Regions from separate parts of the Mus musculus genome. Here regions 2, 3, 4 and 5 are each linked to region 1. The links are chromatin contacts, called in public HiChIP or PLAC-seq and promoter capture Hi-C maps. All regions are on one chromosome and are shown on one strand. The core of a region is the stretch at or near the end of the contact, and the rest is flanking DNA. Distances in the headings are between cores, read along the strand shown.

Region 1 (3,717 bases), core at 1,110-3,609:
CTCTCAACATAGGAAAAGCATGCCCAGCCAACTACCCTGGGCTATGCAATCCTGAAGGAGAACCTACAACCACCACCTCACAAACCAGCATAATCCCCGACTACACTCAAAAGTATTTGTCCTTATACCCACAGAGAAGTATAGTCCTCATCTCAGAACTGCTGTGCAATAGAGACCATTACAGAAAACCACAACCAACCAAAACGCAGAGTTGAGGAGCCCAATCTCCCAATGAATACATCCACAGAACAACTCCTACACCCAAGGCTCAGGGATCACTGGGGAAGAAGGAACTGAAAACCTTCAAGAGCCGAGGATCAGGAAGTTTGCTGAGATTTGTGTCTCCAAGGATGTCAGAAACTACACCCAGAAAGTCTCTCAACATGGCTGCCTAAACATAAGCTGAACAAGGACAACAGACTTGCTAACATGGATAGAAGAAAGGCCAAGAGATGTGAACCCTACAGGCAACCAATACTGTGAGTGGGAGAAACAGTATTACCCAGGGAAGAACAGACCAATTAGCTATCCAATACCAAACAGTCAACCCTGACGCTGACACACACTGACTGACACACACACACACACACACACACACACACACACTAGTATATAGCAGGTGTATTTATGTATTTAGGAACATATATATACTATGTTATATAAAAATCATTTTAAAAAGAGGCCATGAATTTGAAGGAGAGCAAGTGAGAATATATGGAAAGGTTTGGAGGGAAAGGGGGAATAATGCAATTATAGTCTCAAAAAAGTAATTAAAGGGGCTGGGGAGATGGCTCCGTGGTTAAGAGAACTGGCTGCTCTTCCAGAGGTTCAGAGTTCAATTCCCAGCAACCACATTGTGGCTCACAACCATCCATAATGAGATCTGATGCCCTATTCTGGCATGCGGGTATACATGCAGATAGAGCACTCATATACATAAAAATAAATAAAAAATAACTTTAAAAAAAGTAATTAAAAACAACAAAGCAGATTGTTACCAGAAACTTGCAAGTCAAAGGAAAGACTTGAGCCCATCTCATCTTCTTCATTCCTATCCCAAAGTTACTTCATACCCACAGTCTCCTTACAGAAGCAAGAATAACTCAGATCAAGTCACTTACTTTCTTTGTCTTCTCCACTCAGAATAAGTTCCAGCCTCACATGATACGGCCCCAGCCTCACCTAGACAGCACCTCACTTATTTACATCTCACAGCCATGCTACTGTCTGTCCAAAACCCTGCACACCACCTGCCTCTCTTTCCTACTGGCCGTGGAATTCACTTCTGTTTTCTCTGCTAAGCACTTCTGAATGAAAAAAGAAAAACAGCAAGCTTTCACATTAATTATGATTAAGAAGCTTAAACTTGGGAAACAAGGTTGCATAGGAAGAAGAAACTGTCTCTAATCTGAGACAACAGAGCTAAAACTGCACTGACTTCTGCTTTTAACCTGCTCACCCTTTCCCCTTTTCTAAAGAAAAAAAAAAAAAAGGTCATTTTCTCCCTTGAGAATTGAGCACCACCAATATCACACGGATAGCAAGTTCCATCTGCTAAAGATAAAACTATCATAACCAGAGCCTGTAAAGGAACAAAAGGGTCATCCTAAAATATAAGATTGTGACAACGCCTAACCCCATATAAACCATCAAACACAGAGACGGCTAAGAGACGGCTGGAAGCTACAGCTGCACGCTGATATTAGTCTCTCCTTTCTCTGAGTGCCGAGAATTCTCTTAGGGGAAGGTTGGGGACCATCCACACTTCCCAACATTTTCATGCCCCAGACTAAAGTGTTCTTTAAGTACTGATTTCCACTAAAATGCTACGTCAGAAGAGGACCTACAAGACAACACTAATCGGATTAAGCGCCTGTTGATACTCTCCACTCTACTGCTCCTCCCTCCCTCCCTTTCTCAGGAGCGCACTTAAAAACCCTTAGCCACTTTATCTGAAGTTGACACTGGGAAAGCGGGGCCGCATCTGACTGCTTACTTCTCAATTCCCAGTACCTAGGACCGGGCCTGGCTCAATTAAGAAAGTCCCAAGTCTTGATAATGAATTCTACGTCCCGTTGGTCACTGATCACTCTTTTGGCGGCTCCGCCTGTCTCCACAACTCCTTCCACAGAAAGCCCGTCACAGTTCTTCCCGGCTTCCAGGGGCCTACGTGCAGAAGGTTCGCTCCGGCGGCCGTCTCAAGACTTCTCGGTCCCCAGAGGCCAGGGAAAGTGATAAAGCCGGAGCTCCGACCTCCGCTGGAACTCACTCACCTTCTTCTTCTCCAGACCTCCCATAGCTCCACGTTGAGAAATTCAAGGCAGCCAGAACACCAGAGCTACTTCCTCCCGCACGTGCCCTGCCTAGGGCCCTGAAGGACCCCACGCCGCCAGCTGAGGGCTGTCTGAAAATATGCCTGTACAAATCCAGAGAAAGTTGTGCTTTTGGCGACCTCGTTATTTACAACCAAATTCTCTAAAGCTCAACAATTGTGGTAGTTCTTTCAGTTCTTTTCTTAGTTACCAAAATCTATAGACAAGCTTTAAAGCAACATGGAAATTTAGGCAGTTTTATAAGCACCCTAGACACGGTTGTTTGAGCACGCGAGCCCCAGTGCATTTTGGGATACAGCAGGACTGAAGGGATGGGAGACAGACAGCCCGGAGCCTTCTGGGATTCAGAGAGCTCTGTAGTTTGGCCTCTAATCCAGAGATCCGCCTGCCTCTGCCTCCAGAGTACTGGGATTAAAGATGTGTGTCACCACGCCTGGCTGATGTTTTCTTTAAAAACCAAACCAACCAAACAAACAAACAAAAACAGAAATGCTCACTAAACCTAAAGCTACTAGTTTTTGTAATGCTAGGCCAGTGAGTTTAAGGGAGTTCAATTGTCATGGCAACGGTTGCTAGGCGTTGTAAACCCAGCTGACCAGATTTTGCCTTGTTGACCTTAGATTCAGCTGCACCTAGTTTGTTCAAGTTAGAATAAAATAGAGCAAAGGCCGACCTTTGACCTCCCACGGACACGGAGAGGGTCTAAGGAACTGCTTATATTTGGGGAATGAGTTGAGGCAGAAGGGACGGATCTCTGTGAGTCCGAGGCTAAGTTCCAGGACAGCGAGGGTATTGAGTGACGCACTGTCGAAACAAAACAAAAATGAAAAGAAAGAAAAATAATGGAAGGCATAGCATGATGGTGGTGCCTGTAATCCCAGCACACAGGAGTCTGAGGCTGGGAGAGCACAAGTTTCAGGCCAGCCTGTGCTAGAGATAGTGTTTCAAAACAACAAAACCAAGAAAACAAAACAGGACTGAGGAGATGGCCCAGTGGACAGAATTCCTGACATGCAAGCATAAGGATATGGAGTTCAGATCTGCAACACACACATAAAAGTTGTGCGCACATTTAAAACATATCATTCCATCTATAAAGATAATTTTTAAACTTATGAGATCTGATGATAGGTTTAAGTCAGTCTTAAAGGTGGTAATTTCATGTTTATAAAAAAGTTAAAATTTATGACTTTTTTATCAATTTCCTTTAAATTTTATTACTTTTACTTCAAAATGTTAAAAAAATTCTTGGTTTTCTGCTTAAAGTCATGTATAGCTGAAATGTAACTTTGAAAGATGAGTTTAATAAGAATGAACATTCTCTTTATCAGTATTTATAAGAGTGGTTTTGTATACTTGATACAGTAAGCATATTTATCTCTTT
Region 2 (3,619 bases), core at 1,107-3,606, 2.3 Mb before region 1:
CAGAGTCACTTCAGTTTATGTCTGTAAATGTTTGGCTCCTTCTTGAATGTAACTGCAGAACTATGATGATTCTGTACCTCACTGTGCACATAAACACTACCACCTGCTTTGTGCCACCGTGAAACATGGGCCAATAGACACTTATTCCTAAAGTACTATCTATAAACTTACTAAAGTCGATTGGGATCAGATGAATGTACTGGTACGTTAAAACAGTATCAGACACGGCCTTAGCGCCAACTTCCTTGAAACTTCTGGGTCATGAGAACAAAGTAGCAGAAGAAGCTAATGTGCAGGCTGAAGCGCGAGAGAAGAAAGATGAAGCAGAGGTCCAAGTGCAGCCATGAAGCCTGTAAGAGCAGATGCAAAGGATGCTGAAGGCCAGGACACTGCACACGTTGTTGGACTGTCGATAATAAATCTCAGTGGCCCTTGAAAGTCACCTCACCAAGATCACCTGGGAAACTGACTTCCTTTCTTACATCCCAAACAGTCCTGCTGGCCCTCTGCCCTGGACCTTTGGCATTCTGGACTAGTTCTATTCTCACGTGTGACCAAACAAACAGTATCAGAAACCAAGGCCTGAGAACTTACCAAATGTGTCACACTGAGCCAGGGTCCAACATCCTTACCTTAAGCCCACATAGAGGAGCACTCCTAGCCTGGCAGTGAGCAATCCCAGCACTTGGGAGGCAGAGGCAGGCAGATATCCATGAGTTTGAGGCCAGCCTGGTCTACAGAGCAAGCTCCAAGCTAGCCAGGGATACAGAGAAAAATCCCCACTCCCCCAAAACAAACAAAAAACAAAACAAAAAGAAAAAAGAAAAAGAAAAAAGGAGCAGTCCTCACACTGCCATGGCAACTGCCCTACTGACCTGCTTTCTTATTATGGGAGTGTGTTTCAGGGATTGGCAAGACAAGGCCCTCCTGAACATCCCCCAGCATTCAGCTCAGCTGGGTCTCTGCTGCTATTCATTTCCTTGGTTCATTTGGACCTAGTCCTGAACTTCGTATTCATGGTCCTGTGATCCTGCATTTCAGTTCTGCTTCTGCTTGGTTCAACTCTATGTCTCTCAGCTCTGAAATCTTCAACAACAGCTCTGTGATTAGTTCAGTTAATCTAACAGAACTACCACAGTGCCTATTGGCTCTATGCCTCTGCCTCCCATTAAGACCTCTTTGAACTCCTTGAACTATGTTGCATCCTTTTAAACCTTTTTGTAAGGCTTCTCTAACACACACACACACACACACACACACACACACACACACACACACACACAGTCCTAGCTTGCTTTCTGTTGCTCTGATAAACACCACGACCAAAAGCAGAATGGGAGGAAAGCGTTTATTGGTTTCTGGGTTACAATCCATACCGAAAGAAGCCAGGGCAGGAACCCGTGGCAGGAATGTGGAGGCAGAAACTGAAGCAGCAGCTATGGAGAAGTGCTGCCTACTGGCTTGCCTCTGGCTTGCCTCTGGCTTTCTCAGCTACTTTTACTATACGACCCAGGACCATCTGCCCAGGGATGCTACCACCCATAGTGGGTTAGGCCCTCTATCAACTAACAACCAAGAAAATGCCCCATAGACAAGCTCACAAGCTAGTCCAATGGAGGCCAGTCCTCAGTTGAGGTTCCCTCTTCCCTGTTGTGTCAAGTTGACAGTCAATGCTAGGTCATACACATAGACATAATCACTATATGATATATAATGTATGACTTGATAGTAATTAAAACTGGATAAAAGAACCTGTTTCAGTTGGCGGTAGCTCAGTTGGTAGAGTGCTTGGCCAGCTTGCAAGAAGCTCCATCCTCAGCACCCAGCAGCGTCAGGTGTGATAATACACTGCTCAGGAGGCTGTGTAAACTAAGCTATCTTTGAATTTATTGTGACTCAATAAGTCCTGCAGTTGTGAAATGACACAATGTGTTCTCTTCTGTAGGGTGCTCAAAAGAAAGGTTTATTTTACTTCAGGTGCTGGGGACCAGAAGAACTCACGCTGTTCAGGTTAACCATCTCAAGTCGCCTAGCACCCTTCCCCGAAAAGTACGCTTGCTTCTCCTTACACAGAGCACAGGCGCAGAGAGGTGCCTAACAAGGGCAATCAAGCCTAAAGACAAGGGACAGAAGCCCTGGGCAGCTTCATTGGGCCGGCCTTTTCTCTCTGTAAGGCTAGTTTACGCTAGGGGACGCTCGGGCGCAGAACAATGCAAGCTTGGGGTCGGGTGTACAGCGGACCGGGTTTCGAAAGGGAGCTGAGGGACTGCGACACTGCGCAGGCGCATGTTCCGTTTCCAAGCGGGTGCGCAAACGCTGAGCAGTGCGCAAGTGTGCGCATGTGCAAGGTTGAGGCGCAATGGCAGGTGTTGGGGTCGGACCGCTGCAGGGGATGGTGCGATTTGGGCTGCTGGTGCTTACTGTGTGTGCTGCGTGTGCCCGTGGGCTCTATTTCCACATCGGCGAGACTGAGAAGCGCTGCTTCATCGAGGAAATACCCGACGAGACCATGGTCATCGGTCAGGGGGCTGAGGGTGGAGAGGCCCTTTGTTTTCAGCTGGCCCTTGGAAGCACCCCTCCTTCCCTGTCAGCTCGACCCCATCCCGAGGGTGCCTTGAGGGCACCAGCTCCCCTGCACAGTGCCCTGGGGCCACCTCCTGGGGGCTAGGTTGTGACTGTGTGTCTACTCTGCAGGCAACTATCGAACTCAGATGTGGGACAAACAGAAAGAGGTGTTCCTGCCGTCGACCCCCGGCCTGGGCATGCATGTAGAGGTGAAGGACCCGGACGGCAAGGTAAACCCCCACCACCTCGCTAAAAAGGTTCTAGCTGGCGCCAGCTGTCCGTTAATGTCTTTATGGGATGGAAAATACCGCCGTGGTCCTGAGAAAGTCCCCAGGTACCAGGTCCCGCATTTTAAGAGATCGTTGTAAAATTGGGGCTTGATGCGTGTTTGCAGGTTGTACTGTCCCGGCAATACGGCTCCGAGGGCCGTTTCACGTTCACATCCCACACACCCGGTGACCATCAGATTTGTCTTCACTCCAACTCCACCAGAATGGCTCTCTTCGCTGGAGGCAAACTGGTAAGAGGCTCATCAGCCTTAGAGTTTCTCACTTGATACCAAGGTTGATTTCTTGCTGTCTTTTCTTTTTTCTTTTAACTTTGCCTTTCTGGGGGCAGCAAGTGGGTACAGTTAGAACTGGATGTCCTTCTTCCTCATTCAGCCAGAGACAAGAATCAGACTCCATAGCGGTAACAGACGGTGGGTGGCACCCCCGTCATTTCGTCCTGTTTCCTTGTAGCGTGTACACTTGGACATCCAGGTTGGAGAGCATGCCAACAACTACCCCGAGATCGCTGCTAAGGATAAGTTAACAGAGCTCCAGCTTCGAGCTCGCCAGTTGCTTGACCAGGTGGAACAGATCCAGAAGGAGCAGGATTATCAGAGGGTAAGGGACTTGAACTTGGAGGCTGTACTTGACCTTTAAACCCACTGTGCAACGTGGCTGCTGGGGACTTCTCTACTCGGGAATGTGGGAGTTACCAGTCAGTCTACATAGGTGAGGTTTGGGTTTGCTTTTCTTTCCTCGATTTCTGTATATGTCTACAGTGGCAG
Region 3 (3,736 bases), core at 597-3,096, 2.3 Mb before region 1:
CCAAGACAGCAACACTGAAAGTCAGGTTGAAAACACACATTTCATGGAAATATTAATCATATTTCCAAGAATAGCCCCATTATTATTTAATAAAATAAACGGCACAGAAAAGGCAATTACCAGCAACTGAAAGGCACATAAATAATGAGAAGATCAATCTGCCTTAGAGATAAGCAAGACTAAATGTGTATATACCAAGAAAGAAAGTAGGGGCCTGCAAATTGGACCAGTGTCACCAAACCTGATCACCTGTGGTCAACCCCTAGAAAGATGAAAGATGAGAACCAGCGCTCACAAGTTGCCCCGTGACATCTACACAAGCACTGTCACGTGTGCACATCTCCCTACCTACAAATAAATGTAACCTTTTAAATTAAAAAAAAAAAAAGAAAGAAAGCTGCATAGTATGTGATACAAAATGACAAGGATAGAAAAAGAGAAAAAGACAATTATAGTGTCACTTTCCTAACGCCACCTACTAATCTACCTGGTTCCACCTTCAAGGGCAAGGCTAGAGGATCAGACAAACAGAGGAACTCCAACGGTGTCCTCTGCTCAATGTCAGAGCACAGGATACACAGACACAAGTAGGGCCTGTAAGGGCAATGAAATCCACAGAAAAGCTGGGGGAAATTTTTACTTCTATTTTTAGTTACACGCTTCTACTTAGGGTGATGAAGACCAGTTGCACATTCGCAATAGCTTCACTATATACAGATAACACTTACGGACGTAGAGACCTCCATCGAATACAGGTTGACCCCACTGACCCCACTTGGGCCTGTAGAGGTGTTCCTTGAGTGACCTTTTGACGTCAAGGATCTAAAACTCCACCCTCCAATGATGCTTAACGCCGCCATTTTCTGATCTTACAGTCAGGAAGTTGAGTTACGCATGCGCACAACACCTAGCCCGTCACTTCTCATTACCTTTAATCCCTTTTCCACACCTCACCCTGCTCCTTCACCGTGTAGATACTCAAATGCCCTACACTCCGCTCTCCTGTCTTTACATGGTATCCACGTGAGGATTCTTGCCGAACCTGTCACTTCAGAGACTGGCACACTGCTCGGTGGGCAAAAGAAACATGATCTGGTAACTCATGCGAGGGCACAGTAGCAGGCTTCCCAGTCACTCTGGGTATAACTCACATCTGTCACACACTCTCGCGAGGAAAGCGGTGCGTGGATGGTGTTTCTAGGGAAACCAGTGTCACCTTGGCCGACAGCCTGGTTTACCTCATACCGGCAGGTGGGGCTGCCGCAGGCACCAAGGTCAGCGCCGTGTCCGGGCACGGCGAACACAAGGACGGCGGCCTGCTGGGGTCAGCGCACGCAGGACAAAAGAACGCGCGCGGGCCAGAGGGAGCGACCGGTCCACGTGACACGCCGCGACCTTGGGGCTCTCCCGGGCCGCCAGGCCACCTACTCCCTAGCCCGCCACCTTCGCGGCTCCGCCGCCAGAGCCAATAGCGCTCGGCCCCCCGACCCCCGGCGCAAGTCCGCGTCCGCCAATCTCCGCCCGCCTGGAGGACCCTGCCACGCCATTGGCTATAACGTCTGTCCGTCAGGTCTCGTCCCCCGCCCACCATCGCCGCCCTCCGCCAGCCCGGCTCTGTCCGGCTTCACGCCCGTCACTCAGGCACTCCGGAAGCAAGGACGCATAGGCCTCACCCTCGGCCGCGAGCTCCGGGTGTCAAGCGCCGAGCCTCCCAGCCCTGGACGGAGCCCGTCTGCCGCACAAGGTTACCTGTCTCCCGTTCAGCTCCACCCGAGTGAAGCGCCGACACCACTCCGGGCTCCAAACTCTCAGCCCCGCCCCGGCGTGTGGCGTCAACGCGTAGCCCGGCCCCAGAGGAGCGGCCTGCAAGACAGGCTGTGGGCGTGACGTGACGTCACAGAATTGGGTTTCAGTCGCTCGCTCGGGCTTCGCGCCAATGCAGAACTTTGCATCTGGCCAAAGCCAGCCTGTTGCTCACTGTCTTTCGGCTGTCATTAGCAGTTACACGGGAGACGCTTCCGAAGCTTGTTAAGAACCTGGTACATTCAGGGCGTGGGATGCCGTCTGATAATTGAAGCGTTTGGCGGGCCGAAGCAGGAGCGCTGCGACTTTGAGGCCCACGGGCTTTGTATCCAAAACAAGCTGCCCTAAATAATAGTTGGGTTGGTAAAATGTATCCCTGCACAAAATAATTTGAATAACATGAGTGACTATTTTGAACACTTGTTTTGCAGCAGTCCTTATGAAGATTAGTTAGCGAGGTCTAATGTGACTTGGTTGTCATGCGACTTGGGTGTTCCTGCTAGTATTCTGACAGGAAGCTGTGCTGGGGTCCCCCTGGATCTTCCTGGCTCCAGAGCCTGCTCTAAACAGACAAAATCCACTAGTTAACCTGTTACACTTCACTAATATGAAATGTTCCCCGTGTCAAAATGTTAAGCCAGAGCCTGGCTGTGTGAGTGCACACCTTAAAGCAGAGCACTCAGAAGCAGAGGCAGGCTCATCTCTGAGTTTGAGGTCAGCCTGGTCTACAGAGAGAGTTTCAGGGCCACATAGAGAAACCCTGTCTTGGGAAACAAAATAAAAAACTAACAAAAATATTCAGCCAGATTTTGCAGCACACACCTGCAATTTCAGAACAGAGAAAAACTGACCAATTGGGAGGTCAAGATGGGCTACATAGAGTTCTTGTGGGCAGCCTGGGCTACACAGTTGGATCAGGTCTCAAAAAGGAGAGTGGTTCATTTCATACTCATGTCTTTTGTTGTTGTTGTTTGAGACAATGGCATGTAGCTGAGGCTGGATTCAATTTCATAATGTAGGCTGACCTTGCTCTGTTTCTTTTACCTGCATATACCAGGTGCTAGGACTATAGCTATAAGTCCCATGCCCAGCTTCATGCTCATGGCCTTTAACTCTCCGCTTGTTTCTCTTTTTTAGCAGAGTAGTTTTTGATGGACAGCAATACAGACTGTCAGTTTATCCTTGCTATGTATGGCAAATGGCACCAGTGCTGGATGAGCTGGCTGGAGAGTCCTTTTGCTCTACTGAAATAGAAGTCACAAGTAGTCACAAGTATGCCAGAAGCTCTTCAAGCTTTGGTAGCAGTGATAGGCCACAGTACAAGGGCAGAAGCATCAGCAATGGTACACGTGAGTTGTCCTCCCATGGACCTGGGGTATATCGTCCTAAGAAGCCTAAGGGCTAAGAAGCCAAGATTCCTCAGCCCACAGTTAGAACTTGCTATTGCAGCTTAAATGTGGCCTAGGTACTCAAATCCCTCTATCCAGATTGCATAAAGAGTTATAGAGGGGCTGGAGAGATGACTCAGCAGTTAAGAGCACTGACTTCCAGAGGTCCTGAGTTCAATTCCCAGCAACCACATGATGGCTCACAACCATCTGTAATGGGATCCAATACCCTCTTCTGGTGTGTCTGAAGACAGCAACAGTGTACTACTGATAAACATAAAATATCTTTAAAAAAAAAGTTACAGAGATGTGTCAAGTCTTTATGGCTAAGGGCCTTTTTTGTTTGTTTGTTTGTGTGTTTTTTTGAGACAGAGTTTTTCTGTGTAGCACTGGCTGTCCTGGAACTTACTCTGTTGACCAGGCTCTGCCTCCCAAGTGCTCAGATTAAATGCGTGCGCCACCACTCCCGGCTATAGCTAAGGGTCTTATAGCCCACACTGTAATACTGGCTGATATTGAGTGCTAAGGAATCCTGCTTTACTAGG
Region 4 (3,412 bases), core at 644-3,143, 2.1 Mb before region 1:
TTTATTTGAAACAGGGTTTTTCACTGAAACTGGAGCTTGCCAATCTAGCTAAACTGGCTGGCCAGTAAGCCCCAGGAATCTTCCACTGTCCTTCCCTAGTGCTGGAACCACAGGCTTGTGCTTTCTCACATCCGTTCTGGAGATCGAACTTGGGTCCTTGGCTTGCACAACAAGCCTTCCCTCCAGCTCCCACACTCCTTTCCCGAGTGCTGGTGGAAGGGTGTGTGACTTGGTAGCCTAAAGACAGCCTAACTCCTGGAGGGGTGCAATTGGGTTTCGTTTGTTTTGCTAATTATATTCTGCTGTTCAGCCCTGCCTCCTTCTCCCACCAAAGCTCAGAAAGAGCCAATGCAGCTGCCCTCAGCAGCACTATGGGAGGCGACATCAGCCCCAAGAGCAAGCCTGGCCTACACCCTCACCCCACTCTTCCCGTGCCCATCGCATGGCCCAGCAGCGCATGGTCCAGCGTCCCCATCTAAACTCATACTTTTGGGGGGGCACAGTAGAGTTTCCCTTTCTGCTTGGGGCCAGGGTTCCTATTTTCTCAGCCAGACACTTGTAACTGGGACCTGCACTTGCCCATGCCTGTCTCTTGTTTGCTAGCTGTTTGCTTTCTGGTGGGGCTAGGTCTGTACAGGGACTTGCCAGGAGGCCTAGCTTCCCCTGGCAGCACTCTGTCAAATGTACCTTTAGGAAGACCTCTAGTAGCTGCCCAGCAGAGACCCCTCATTCTCCTAAGAAGACACTTGCTAGACTAAGAAGATCCTGCAGTCCAGGGCTAGTCTTTGGTTGAGATCTGAGTCCATCAAATCTGCTCTTGGGGATCAGTAAGTGGGAAGAATCCAGAAGATCGCCGAACAGTGCCGCCCAAACTGGCTGCAAAGTCCCCCCAGAGGGGCCTGGCTCCAAACACCAAGAGTCAAATCGGGGATGCTGGTTGGGGGTGAGGAGGGGGCCTTGTGGAAATCCACCTGTGCCCCTGGGGGCCTGGCTCCAAACACCAAGAGTCAAATCGGGGATGCTGGTTGGGGGTGAGGAGGGGGCCTTGTGGAAATCCACCTGTGCCCTCCTTCTTCAGGGCCACTTTCAAGAGACTGGAAAGAATGGAGGCTCCTTTTCCTGGCCAGGGCAGAGGGAAAGGGCTGCCCAGGCTATCTGGGCAGGATGGCTGTGAGCTCTCAGAAGTCACAGGAGTCCCTGAAAGAGCTGAGCAGCCCACGTTTTGCTGCCTCAATCTGCACTCCGAATGTTCACCACAGGCAGAAGACATCCTAGTTGCCAGTCCTAGGAGAAGCAGGGAGAGACTCGGGACCACCTCCCTATCCATTTTCTCTCATCCCATTCAGCCTAGGAGACTCGTGGGCAGCTCTGCCACGAATAGGAAGGTGGGAAGGGTCTTATGAGGGGTATGGGGAATGGAGGAGCCCAGTGGAGGGCGACTCCCAAATGGGGTGCAGTTCCCTCCTGCAGTCTAGGGGAGGTGGGCCTTTAGGGGATAAGAGTCTGGGTTCACTGTTCAACTGCGGCAGCAGAAGAGTCAGCCCATTGGCTTGTCCGTGCAGGGCGCGGGCCTAGAGGGTCAGACGCAGTGCGTGGGCACCGTGTGGTGCAGCCCATGTGCTGGGATAGGGCGCGAGCACGGGTGGGATTGCATGGTGCGGGCGCAGTGCGGGTGCCGGCGCGGGCGCGACGGGCATGCGAGGGGAGCCGCGGTGCGGGTGCAGGGTGCGGGCGCAGTGCGCGTGCAGGCGCGGGCGCTAGTGCAGGTACAAGGCGCGGGTGCGGTGAGTGTGCGGGTGCAGGCGTGTGTACGGTGCGAGTGAGGCGCGTGCAAGGGGCGGCGGGCGGGGCGGGCGCGGCGGCGACAGCGGCGCCCGCGCCTCTGCGCGCGTAGGTGTGCGGCGCGCTCCTGGCGGGGACAGAGCGAGCAGATCTCGCGTGCGCTCGCCGCCCGGCGCAGCCCAGCCCGGCCCCCGCCCGGCGCCGCGAGCCGAGGTGTCTCCCGCGCCCGCGCCCGTGTCGCCGCCGTGCCCGCGAGCGGGAGCCGGAGTCGCCGCCGCCCGAGCGCAGCCGAGCGCACGCCGAGCCCGATCGCCACCGCCATGGCCACCACGGTGACCTGCACCCGTTTCACCGACGAGTACCAGCTATACGAGGATATTGGCAAGTAAGAGCCTCGGCGCGCGCGGGCTGTCCGCAGACCCCGGGGAGCAGGGACCCCATCGCCGCCCGCCTCGCGCGCACTGCGGCCCCGCGCGCCCCCGGCTCCTTCCAGCTGCGGGCCCAAGCGCACAGCCCCGTGCAGCCCCGACCCCCGTGCCTTGGGTTCTGGGCCCCGCTCCTCCACCGCAGTGCTTACGGCCCTGCCGGGTGCCATAGCTTAGCGGGGACCGGGACTCAGGGACATGGACGCGGCGCGGCGGGGGCGGCAGCAGGTGTCCCCCGAGCGCCGGGCAGACGTGACGCATTTGGCGGCGGGGAGGTCAGAGAGGAGCGGCACCCGGGGGCGGCTGCCAGGCCTAGAGTGCCCGAGGGGTCGGTCATGGCCTCAGGGGGTCGTCTCCGGTGTGGGCACGCTGTCCTCACCCCCACCCGAGAGGCGGGCGGCAGCGGTAGCGGACCCGCTCCGCGCCTGCTCCTCGCGTGGCCCCATCTGCTTTGGGGGAGCAGCGTGGGAGCAGCTTCTGCCTTGGGTCCCTTGGGGAATCTGGGTTCTAGAGGATTTTCCCCCCAGATTCTTCTGGAAACAAGAACTTGGAGGGGGTGGACGAGGTCAGAGAGCCAGGATCAGGCCGTGGAGTGGGGGTGGGGGTGAGAGAGTGAGGAGAGAGAGACAGGGAACCAGTTGGGCCTCTGATTTCAGGGTCATCGAGGCAGAGAGAGGCTGGCTTCTGGACCTTTTTTTTTTTTTTCCTCCTGTGGTGGGAGGGCTGAGGGGAGGGACTCTAAAGGCGTATTTCTAGTAGGGCCTCGTGGGGAACAGGTGCCCTGGCGCCAAGACGCTGCTCCGCAGTACAAGCAATATGGGGGTGAAGCTATGATTGTGAACGTCCAGACCTGGCTTTGTCCTAGGGTCTCAGAAACAGCGAAGCCCCTCAGGGGCCTGGGGCTTCCCTCTGTGATTTAAGGTGACTGCAGGGGCATCCTTAGGTGCTGGCTGCTTAACTCCAGAGCTGGATCTTCCTTCCCACTCCCTCTCCCCTCCCCCATCCGTCTTGTGCCGTGGGGGCGCTGGCGAGATTTCCTCTTACACATCCAGCCGCAAATCCTTTTTTTCCCTTTACTGAAAAAGCGTCTGAAAGCTTGTGGTGGGCGAGGGACGCTGATCACTGATAATTGTGGAGTGCCCCGCTGGAGGAGTGTGGGGGTGTGTGCATTCCCCACTCCTTCCTGCACGTGCCAACAGGATTTG
Region 5 (3,429 bases), core at 853-3,352, 2.2 Mb before region 1:
CAACAAAATTTTCTCATCGTCTGTGTATGGGTGTTTTGCCTCTAGGCATGTATGTACTTCATATGTGCATGCAGTGTCCTCTAACGTCAGAAGAGGGTAGCAGATTCCCTGGGTTTATAGATGATTGTGAGCCACCATGTGGGTGCTGGGAATCAAATCTGGGTCCTCTGGAATATCAGCTAGTGTTCTTTGTTTTTGTTTTTCTGAGACAGGATTTCTCCATGTAGCCCTGGCTGTCCTGAACTCTCTTGGTAGACCAGGCTGGCCTTGAATTCATAGAGATCTGCCTACCTCACTGGCATTAAAGGTGTGTGCCACCACCAACTGTCTGAGCCATCGCGGTTGCTCCATGGGTTCTTGAAACAAAATTTAAGATCATAATTTTTTGTTTGGTTGGTTTTTTTTGACACAGGGTTTCTCTGTGTAGCTCTGGCCGTCCTGGAACTTACTCTGTAGATTAGGCTGGCCTCGAACTCAGAAATCCGCCTGCCTCTGCCTTCCAAGAGCACGATCATAAATTCTAAGTTGAAAAAATTTACATCAATTTATCTGTATGGCTTTACTTAAAATTTGCTAAGGCCCAACACTATTAAGTTATTTGTTAAGCCTGGAATGTCTCTTACTGGAAAAGCATTTTCCTAACATGTTCAAGACCCTGAGTTTGTCTCCTAGAACTACAAGAAAACAAAAGTAAAATCAGTATTTTGCTCTGTGTGGTGGCATATATCTTTACTTCTGCACTTGGCAGGCAGAAACAGGCATATTTCTGTGAATTTGAGGACAGTTTGGTCTATACAGCGAGTTCCAGGGCAGCCAAGGCTGCAGAGTAAGACAATGTCTTTTAAAAAAGTTAATTTGTAGATGTTAGTTAGTCTAGTAGAGATGAAATTCATTAAAATCTTTTTTGTTGTTGTTGTTGTTTTTTTTCCGGTCAGGATCTCCTTGCAGAGCCCAAGTTGGTCTTGAACTGGCTATGTGGATGAATAAACATTTCTGGTTCTGTCGCCACCTTCCCAGTGCTAGGTTTACAGGTATGGGTTACTACACAGTTTATACAACATTCAGGACACATTAGTCACACATGTGGGTTACTACACAGTTTATACAACACTCAGGACACATTAGTCACACACTTTACCAATTTAGCTACATTGAATGAAAAAAAAACAAAAAGGAGGACATGATGGCTTCTAGGTATGGTGGAGGAGGTTTATTGTAGACAGGAGGGAGCAGACAGCCAGAAGCAGAGGCATCTGGGAGAATTCAGGGTGGAAGTGGCTGTAGAATGAGCTGGGCCATGTGAGAAGGGTTAGGGGAGAGGGTAGAAGAGACCTGGAGTCAAGAGGCCAGGAGACCAAGAGGCCAAAGGGTAAAAAGGACCTCATAACCAAAATGGCTGGGTTACATAGGAATCAGAGAAGCTTGGGGAGGAAAAGGCCAGCTCAGACTCTGGACTGGAGAAGTTTAGGGTAGAGGTCAGGATTAGTATGCCAGCCAGAAGGATCCTGTACCAGAAGGTACTGAGGGAGACTGGTGGCCAGAGTCTGCTTTGATATTTTATTAGGCATCTCAGCCATTTGTCTTCGGTTTGTGACCTAGCATATGTTCCTAATCTGTCTGTCTTTCGTCTCCCCCCAACCCTCTTCTGAGACTGGGTTTGACTCTATAGCCCAGGTTGGCCATGATTTGGATGCGGGGATTACAGGTATAAACCACAGATTGATTGTGTGTCAACCTTACATAAACGTTTTCTTAAAATGTCTATATGCACGTATTAGTAACGGCACGTGTATACACACATGCTATACATACGGATGCACACACACATATTTACAGTATCATACTTCTTTTTTTCCTTCACTGAGCTTTTCACACTTTTCTTGTCCTTTCAAGTCACCTTGAAATCTGGTGCAACCTTCTGAGTTTCACTCATAGCTCTGTTAATAGGAATTCCATACAATTCTACAATATTCCTTTTCCGTTCCCTCCGCTAACAAACAAAATGTGGTATTATAAGAAGGCGCACCAGACACCTACGCAGGAATTCAATCCAGAAAGAAGAAAGGCTCCCAGACCACGTGACACCTCCAGGGACTACGTCAAGTGGCCGTCACCACAATGCTTCCGCCCTCTTCAAACATGGTTGGCAAGCGCTCTCCGCATCGTGACCATGGTTATTCTTGCATGTAGGAACCGTACTGAGCGCATACCAATCTCCTTTAGGCAAGTGTCGCGGCGGAGGAGATCCAGCAGAGCCGCAAGAACGACGATCGGTTACCGCCGGTAGTAACAAGCGCGGACCGGAAGTTCCGCGTCTTCGCTGTCCGGGGGGAGCCGTTAGGCGCGCACGCCGGAAGTGGCCAATCAGCCGGTGTGAGGCGGTGCCCACTGTGTTCGCGTCCCTCGGGCAGCAGAGCCATGGAGCCCGGGGCTGCTGAGCTTTATGACCAGGCCCTGTTGGGCATCCTGCAGCACGTGGGCAATGTCCAGGACTTTCTGCGCGTGCTCTTCGGCTTTCTCTACCGCAAGACCGACTTCTACCGCCTGCTGCGCCACCCTTCGGACCGCATGGGCTTCCCGCCCGGGGCCGCACAGGCCCTGGTGCTGCAGGTGAGGTGGAGAGAGGCGGCGGGCCGTTGGGGTCCAGCAGGTCCTTACCCCAGTTCCACCTCCCAGCGCCAGAGGTGCCCCGGCTCGCGTCCTACGTCTGGGAACTGCGCCACTCCGTAGCCCACCCTTCAGGGTTTGTGATTCTCTCTGGGGTGCCACCAGGTGATTTGAGTAAATGGCCAGGCGTTATCTGACCCACGGATCCGTTGGCAGGAATGCGCTTCTTTGGGTACAGGCTGGGTTTGTGCGGGAGATGCTTAGGTGTTGGACCTGTCAGCCTGGGTTTGAGGGCCTCCCAGCGCCCTGTGGGCATCCCCAGAACGGTGCAAGGGGCTTGTTAGGCAGGGTTCAAACCGTGCAGGCTGTAGGAGGAGGACTTTCACAGCGGGAGAAACTAGTAGATTTCAGAATTCCCGGGCTCGGAGGTGGCAGGAATGACTGGTATGTATTGATTGGTGGGTGTGGCCTCTTGCCAGTGACTTACTAAGTTGGTGGACAATTGTAATGTTTACGAAATTTACATTTGGATTAAAATTTATATGTCCTAGGTTATATTTATTGTTTTTGAAGCGTTACTAATGACTGACTCAAGTTGTTTGGACACCTTTTTAAAAACTGTTTTCTTTCGAGACAAGATCTTGCTGTGTAGCCCTGGTTGACTTGGAACTTGCCAGGTAGATCAGGATGGCTTCGAACTTATGGTCCTCCTTCCCGACGCTCCCGCGCTGGGATTGTTGACATTGTTGAGTTAGTAATAAGCAAACATTTAATGAATATATTTAACACTCTCAGCTGCGGTATAGACTCTGATGGTATGGA

What was found. Promoter capture Hi-C pulls out the DNA fragments that hold promoters and counts their contacts. HiChIP or PLAC-seq counts read pairs in DNA pulled down with a chosen protein or histone mark.
Region 2: a contact with region 1 is called in a promoter capture Hi-C map of pre-B cells, with 5 times the contacts expected there. The contact joins the promoter of Tmed4 here to the promoter of Pes1 in region 1. A contact is called at or near these places in 3 of 39 promoter capture datasets (embryonic stem cells, liver and pre-B cells), 1 of 115 datasets of contacts at active chromatin or transcription factors (acute myeloid leukemia) and 1 of 9 other capture datasets (adipose tissue).
Region 3: a contact with region 1 is called in a promoter capture Hi-C map of pre-B cells, with 3 times the contacts expected there. The contact joins the promoter of Ogdh here to the promoter of Pes1 in region 1. A contact is called at or near these places in 3 of 39 promoter capture datasets (the C10 cell line, liver and pre-B cells), 1 of 484 Hi-C or Micro-C datasets (B cells) and 1 of 9 other capture datasets (liver).
Region 4: a contact with region 1 is called in an H3K27ac HiChIP or PLAC-seq map of embryonic stem cells, with 31 times the contacts expected there. The contact joins the promoter of Camk2b here to the promoter of Pes1 in region 1.
Region 5: a promoter capture Hi-C map of liver shows a contact between it and region 1, with 6 times the contacts expected there. The contact joins the promoter of Nudcd3 here to the promoter of Pes1 in region 1. A contact is called at or near these places in 1 of 39 promoter capture datasets (liver) and 2 of 9 other capture datasets (adipose tissue and macrophages).

Annotation. Positions count from the first base shown.
Region 1 is chr11:3,962,617-3,966,333 of GRCm38.p6, reverse strand. Pes1 (pescadillo ribosomal biogenesis factor 1) reads right to left here and starts at 2,359. Exons shown (of 15, transcript NM_022889.3): 1 at 2,274-2,359. The coding sequence starts at 2,297.
Region 2 is chr11:6,273,574-6,277,192 of GRCm38.p6, reverse strand. Tmed4 (transmembrane p24 trafficking protein 4) reads left to right here and starts at 2,356. Exons shown (of 5, transcript NM_134020.1): 1 at 2,356-2,519; 2 at 2,695-2,795; 3 at 2,960-3,085; 4 at 3,306-3,452. The coding sequence starts at 2,360.
Region 3 is chr11:6,289,707-6,293,442 of GRCm38.p6, reverse strand. Ogdh (oxoglutarate (alpha-ketoglutarate) dehydrogenase (lipoamide)) reads right to left here and starts at 1,846. Exons shown (of 23, transcript NM_010956.4): 1 at 1,750-1,846. Gm46270 (predicted gene, 46270) reads left to right here and starts at 1,180. Exons shown (of 1, transcript NR_168687.1): 1 at 1,180-3,626.
Region 4 is chr11:6,064,229-6,067,640 of GRCm38.p6, reverse strand. It overlaps Camk2b (calcium/calmodulin-dependent protein kinase II, beta), which reads left to right and starts at 1,893. Exons shown (of 21, transcript NM_007595.5): 1 at 1,893-2,167. The coding sequence starts at 2,103.
Region 5 is chr11:6,199,124-6,202,552 of GRCm38.p6, reverse strand. Nudcd3 (NudC domain containing 3) reads left to right here and starts at 2,102. Exons shown (of 6, transcript NM_173748.5): 1 at 2,102-2,610. The coding sequence starts at 2,419.